Linked DNA regions of Arachis hypogaea: region 2 is linked to region 1. Evidence: chromatin contacts called from public Hi-C data. All regions are on one chromosome and are shown on one strand. The core of a region is the stretch at or near the end of the contact, and the rest is flanking DNA. Distances in the headings are between cores, read along the strand shown. Region 1 holds the start of LOC112785151 (WAT1-related protein At5g64700). Region 2 holds the start of LOC112785164 (carbamoyl phosphate synthase small chain, chloroplastic).

Region 1 (3,650 bases), core at 584-3,083:
CTCTGTCCCATAAGTATAAAGATAAAAGAATCAAATAGATCTCACCTTAATCAATTTATATTCCGACAATTTCTGTAGACACCGAAGAATTCATATAATATGTATTTAACCTCTGATGTATGCATATATATCTCTGAAAAAAGTTACAAACAGTACCTTTTATCTTTCACTTAACTAAAAGACGTAGGAATCGTCAATTTAATCAAATTTACTAAAGGTAGTGTTACGTTGGAAATACGAATGGCATATCTAATTTAAAATGTCTTCTTTTCTAAGTGCCTTATCTTCACACCCTTTGCCCTCTTTCTTTCTTTCTTTCTTTCTTTTTTCAACTGTTGTCATTTTCCTTCATATTTACACTCAGAAATGCGTCTATATCTACGTGTACTACACTACTATTTATGTATATAACTGATGATCAACCTTCTAGTTTCTACTACGTCAAAATGCTATATATATATATATATATATATATATATAAATTTAAGATATTCGTGGTTTATTTATTTAAATGAAATATAGTGTATGGTATAGATCTCTCTAGCTAGATACCCTAAAGAATAAAATATGAAGGCAGTACTTTTAGGATTCGCTAGCTGCGAGTGTTATTCACAACTCATAAGGAATATGAACCAACAAAACCTGAAAAACTGGACTGGATCGAGCTGGTGATGTCCAAGTATTTAAGTACAACTCATGTTTTTGCTTGATCCTCTTTTGAGGATATTTATATGACCCTAAAGCGACAAAGTTGACAAACTGATAAATTAGAGTTAAATCACTCTTAAAAACAAAGTAGTGAAGCTCACACAGGAATTATAAAGTTAATGGTCATATATAATTAAAGTCGGATTATTTGAGTTCATTACTTAAAGACAAAAAAAAAAAAAAAAAGTTTTCCATTTTGAAGTGTATTTTTGTATTTCCATGACAGAGGACAGAATTTAAAGACAAGTTATGGTAGGTAAAATTAAATATGTGGTACCCGAGTAAGAGCGCCAAGAAGAAGGTGATAACTGGAAGACAGTTTGTGGTAGCAGCAGCCAACGTTGCTGACGTGTATATAAGACCAATACCATATACATCCAAGCTCAAAGTAATGCTGCAAATTATTAAAAATTAAATATAATTAAGTGTAAATCTGGAACATATATGAACTCATACGTACCCACAGAATGAAAGGAGGAAGATCTTGCAGAAGGTGACGAAAGGCAAAGGCGGCGCAGTTTTCCTACACAATTATATATTAGTGGAACAAGTTTCACATTATTATTATTATAGAATTAATCTGAAAATGAATTAAATGATATGAAAATCAAATTAATACCATTCGAAGAAGAGAGCAAAAGGGATGAGAAAAAGGGTTGCAATGGCCTGTCTGTAAAAGACAAAGACGAAATTGTTCATGCCATGATCGAATGCTGCTTTTGATAGAAGGAACATGGCAGCATATATGGCTTGTATTACAAACACAACCGCATAGGCTCTCTGTCGTTTCATTACTACTGTACTCTACTCTCTCTTTCTTTCTTTCTCTCTTTCTTTCTTTCTTTTATTTCTGAGGTGATGAGTGATCGATGATGAGACTCATCACATCTATCTCACACTTCACACATAGTAACAAACAAGACATTAATGTAATTAAGTGATATAATAAGGGCAGGGGGACGTGTGTGGTTTTCATTATATATATATAAACGTAACCTTTGCTCTCATCTCTACTTCTTTCGAATTGGGACCCACCACATCCCTCCCATCTATTTCTTCACTCTACTGCTCTCTGTTTTAGCAAAATTCTTTCCTGGCTTCATGCATTCATTCCCACAGGTTTCTTTTTGCAACTTGTCCTCCTCTCATCAAATTTAATACCATAATATTGATGTTTTTGATACTATATACTATATTTTCATCACGTGTTTTTTCTGAATTTAAAAACAAAATTTTGCTAAGCTCATTAAAATTTATTATTTTTTATTATTATTTAGTTATTAACTCAATTTTTTTAGTTTAATTTTTTTAGTCTAGTAATCTAACAACATATTTTATCTTATATTTTTAAATATTAATAACTAACTAATAACTAAAAATAATAAATTCAAATAATTTTGAATATTTTTTTAAAATGTATTTATTTGATTTTATATCATAAAATAAATTGTATTTTTGGAATTTTGAAGATGGTGAGACATATAATAAATGGAATGAAAACAAAATATAAGGAGTGGATGTGAATTAGAATGAAGAAAATGTGATTTGAATATTTATTTAATTTGGGGAATGATAGGGCCAACATCTTTAATGTAAAAAATATAAAAAAAAATTACCAGTATTGGTTTAAATGTAAAACAAAAATAAAAAATATTAGTTAATATTTTTTAATTATACTATTTATATACTAAAAATAAATTACTAAATTAAATTAATTATTAATATAAAATATATATTAAAATATAAAAAATATTAAAAATAAATTAAACAATATATAAATTTATACACAAATTTATGAGTAATTTACATGAATGAATAGTTTGGAGTTAAAAATTAAGTAAATGTCCTAAACTAATTCTTGTTACATATCCGTTATGAACATATTTATATAAATCAAATTAAATGAATTCAATTTAGTATGTTTGAGTAGTAAATCGAATCAATCTTAATTTACTACTAAGTAAATCAATCTTGATTTAATCAAATTGATTCGATTTATTACTATACAACATATACATAGTAAATTGAATCAATCTAATTCGATTTACTGTCTATACATATTATTGACATTTATTTATTTATTCATCTTTAAAATATTATATTAATTAAAAATATTTTAATTATTTTTTAAATTACATATTGTATAAATATAGTGGATCTTTTTATATTATTGTATAACTATCTGTTATTTCTGACTCTGAAAAAATCCAAGTTTTAACACTTATACTATTTTGGAGGGCCATACTTTACAATAACTTTTTCAACATCAAAAATCTCGATAACGATTTTTTAGATACTAATGAGTCAAACGATAATTTTTAATGAATTTTTAGAAATTGTTTATTATTCCATTTTGAGTTAATAAGTTTGTAAAAATGTAAATTTTTGCAGATTCGATTTACTATGTATATGTTGTAAGTAGTAAATCGAATCAAGTTGATTCGATTTACATATATATGTTTTATTAGTAGTAAATCAAATAAAGTTGATTCGATTTACTACTCAACGTACTAAATCGAATTTATTTGATTCGATTTACATAAAGATGTTTAGAGTAGACATATACAAAAATTAATTTAAAACATCTATGTAATTTCAACTCCAAATTATTTATCCATGTAAATTATCCCAAATTTATTATAGTTAATTTTGTGTGCTCATAAAATTTTTGTTTATTTTCCTAGTTAACTAAAAATAAATGATCTACTAGAGGTGAATGTTAGTGATAATATGTTTAGGAAAGAAAAATGTTTGGGACCCATAATTTGATAGTTTAGGAACTAGCTACAAGTAGCCATAATTTTTTTTTGTTTAATTTTATTTATTTTTATTAATTATTATTAAAATAAATATATCATATTAAATGTTATAAGTACATAATTATAAATGTAAATGTTATATATATAAAATTATAAATATATTAAATTAAATAAAATAATTTT
Region 2 (3,650 bases), core at 537-3,036, 170 kb before region 1:
GCCAGTTCTAAGGTTGCGAACAGGATGGTTTCCTCCATGGTGACCAAATTTCATCTTGAAGGTCTTGCCACCTAAAGCCTGGCCTAACAATTGATGGCCCATGCAAATTCCAAAAACAGGCACCTTTCCGAGAATATTCTTTACAGTTTCAACAGCATAAGGAATGGCAGATGGATCTCCAGGGCCATTGCTTAAAATGACCCCATCTGGCTTTATCTTCAAAGTTTCTGATGCTGGCCATGTAGACGGCACAACTGTAATTTTACATCCGTATGATGCTAAGCGCCTAAGTATATTATGCTTAATCCCAAAATCATAAGCAACTACCTGCAGTTCATTAGATGGCATGAAAGCACAACTTAAATAACCCCAATAGACAACAAAACGAAAGAGACAGTGCTAATGGAATATAATTACATGGAAAGTTTCTCCAGCTGGATCTTTATTTGGACGGAATTCCCATTCATCTTCTGTTTTATCAATCCATTCAAGTGGAGACATGCATGAGACGCCGCTTATTAGATCAATACCTACAAATATAAAATAGGACTCATGTAACTCAATTTAGAAAACATTTACATGACCACAAAGACTCAAATCCTTACCAACAATGTTCCACGACTGAGATATCTGCAGTAGTTCCTGTTCTGTTTTAGAATTATCAGTGCTCAAGACACCAATAAGACTGCCATCTTGTCTCAATCTTCGTGTAATTGCACGCGTGTCAACATCATCTGTTGCATCACAAGTTACCATCAAACTCAATCAATGGCAAGAACTTAAATTATTTTGATATTAAATTACTTCTCAAAACAAATTTCATATACCAAATACTCACAGATTCCCATGATGTTCCTTTCCGCTAAGTAATCACCGAGTGCTTTAACACATCTCCAATTTGATGTACTGATACTCAAACTCCGAATAACTAGACCAGAAAGGAAGCACCGTCTTGATTCCTCATCATCTATCGGGCAGTGCATCCAAAATTGGGTTTAAATGAATTCCAAGCACATGGATTCAAGACTCATGGAAATTATAGTTATAACATAAACACATACCAAAATTTACACCGGTATTCCCAATATGCGGATTTGTCATGAGCACAAACTGGCCAGCATAGCTAGGATCCGTCAAAATTTCTTGATACCTGCAGTTTACAAAATTATCAAAATTTCAGAATGATAACTACAGATCCTAATTCCCTGATAGTTATAGTTTTTTCTCACCCAGTCAATGATGTATTGAAAACAACTTCACCAACTTGGGTTCCAGAAGCGCCAAATGATTTGGCATTCCAGATTGAACCATCTTGAAGCACAAGCCTTGCATCCGAAGTTTTCCAAGGCCTCTCACCCTTACCTATGAATCAAGCAAGAAAACTTGATCAAATTTGTTTGAGCTCTGAGCTGTATTACTATAACTAACATGTTTATGTGTAATCATTAATCATTTCCATGCATCCAAATGACAATGCACAACAGTAGAAGAAATGGATTTCATAAAGTGAAATTGATTGGTTTGATTACACTACATTAAGTTAAGACACTCGTGGTTGAGAAGAGAGGGTTACCGGCAGAGCAAGTGAGTGAGAAAACGCAGTGTCTCGGAGATGCGGTTGGGGGTTTAGAAGCGAAGGGGAAGCTGACGCTGTTGGTGACGTCAGCGAAGGATACGGAGAAGGCTTTGGTGGCCATTTGAGGAAAGGGTGACAGAGTTGTTTGAAAGTGAGTTAAAGCGAAAGGAATTCCGTCACTCAGTTGTAAGTTATAACTGTTTCCCTCCTCGTTGAGCTAGGTTTTGTTAAGTATTTCAAGTTTCATCCATTTTTTCCCTTTTTCACTTTTCTAATTTTTAAATAATTATTTTCCTGAATTTTACTTAAAGACAAAGAGATATCCCAATAAATCAGAGATTAATTTCTTAAGAAATTCAAATAAGCTCAATTGAAATATTGTTTTGCTAATAAAAAGCGGGTGTTTAAGAAAATAGATAATTCATTATACTAAGTTTTTCTTTTTTTGTGCATCAACACTATATATCTGTATTGAAAGATTTTAGATAAATAGTTGAATAATAATGATATTGTTTAATTCATGAACTTGTCAACTTCACACCATAAAAAAGAACTTTGTGGTGGTTGTTTCATGATAGAAAAAAAAAAAAACCTTATTTTCTTTTATATTAAATTATTAGAGATGAATTTTTTAAAAAGGATATAAATTATGTGTTATATATTATTATAAATCTACACAAAAACATTAATAATATTTTATCTCACCTATATTTTGTCTTTTATAATTAAATATTTTTATTATAAAAAATTAATGATATTTGTACTACTAATATAACAGTGTAAAACATTAATAATAAAATATTATCGTATTTCACATAAAATTCATCCTAATCTAAAAAATTTAGCCTAGAAAAATATTGGTCCTTTTTAAACGTTTTTGTTAAACACTATTAATAGGTCATAAATTCCTTATTCTTTATTTTATGTGGAAGTATCGTGAACTCGCCAACAAATATTTATAAATTGAACTCTATTTTTTTATTTTTAAAAAAATTAATAATTAAAATTTTGTCTCTCTAATTTTGGTTTTTACACTTTTTTTTCATTTCTTTTAATCATAATTTCAGAAATAAAAGAGATATTTCTGCTAGAGTTTTTTCACTAATGTTCGTTTTCTTGTCACATTTCTACAGCTACCACCGTTGTTGTCGCTGCCTGCACTCAGCACCGCCACTACTCCTTCTACTGCCGCCACACCACCTTTCCGGTCCCTTTACGTTGTTGTGTTTTGTCTTTGCCCCCACGAACTACTCAGATTTCATTTTAATCATAATTTCAGAGATGAAAGTGATATCTCTGCTAGAACTTTTTCACTAGTGTTCATGTTCCTGTCACATCTCTGCAACTACCACCATCGCTGTTGCTGCCTGCACTCAGCACCGCCACTACTCCTTCTACTGCCGCCACACCACACTTCTCGGTCCCTCTGCGTTGTTGTGCTTCGTCTCTGCCCCTGCGAACTACTCAGGTTTCATTTTACTTTATTTTGTTTTATTGCTTTTTCTATGACAATTTTTGTGAATTTGGAGTTTTTTCTACTGTCTTTGCACCGCAATGTTTATTTTAAGGGTGGAAAAGAAATAAAACAACTACTTCACTTCAATAGCAGATTAAGGGTGAAAAAGAAAATGCATTGTCTTAACTGAGTATTGCAATTGGCAATAAACACAATGAAATTTTCTCTTCAAATTTGTGATTATTAATTGGTGTCTGATTGTGTGAAGATTTTAGATCTGACTTGACTTGGAAAACTTTTTCTGAAAAAAAAAAAACAGACTTGTTCCTTTGATTTAACCAAACCAACACAATTTGAATAAGAAGTGCAATTTTCTCTTTGTTTTTGATTGAATCAGAACTTTGCATCAAATATAACAAAACTATATCATATGTATAATTTTTTCTTAACAATTTTTCTTTGCCAATGTTGCATAATCTGGCATGCCCTAGAAAGTGTATTCTTGCTGATGATGAGTTAAATGGAACAATTGACAAGTGTCTATCCAGCATCAATGTTGAGAAAGTTGAAACTAACAGGCGGGCTCTCGGGGAGCTCCTCTTCACTCCTGGAGCTCTT

Evidence for each region. A called contact is a pair of places that touch in the nucleus more often than the background predicts.
Region 2: a contact with region 1 is called in a Hi-C map of leaf, with 4 times the contacts expected there. The contact joins the promoter of LOC112785164 here to the promoter of LOC112785151 in region 1. A contact is called at or near these places in 2 of 8 Hi-C or Micro-C datasets (both in leaf).

Annotation. Positions count from the first base shown.
Region 1 is chr20:110,106,906-110,110,555 of arahy.Tifrunner.gnm2.J5K5, reverse strand. LOC112785151 (WAT1-related protein At5g64700) reads right to left here and starts at 1,833. Exons shown (of 7, transcript XM_025828594.3): 1 at 1,328-1,833; 2 at 1,169-1,231; 3 at 986-1,102. The coding sequence starts at 1,500.
Region 2 is chr20:110,278,303-110,281,952 of arahy.Tifrunner.gnm2.J5K5, reverse strand. It overlaps LOC112785164 (carbamoyl phosphate synthase small chain, chloroplastic), which reads right to left and starts at 1,786. Exons shown (of 10, transcript XR_003194170.3): 1 at 1,574-1,786; 2 at 1,230-1,362; 3 at 1,062-1,150; 4 at 839-967; 5 at 606-734; 6 at 418-530; 7 at 1-327.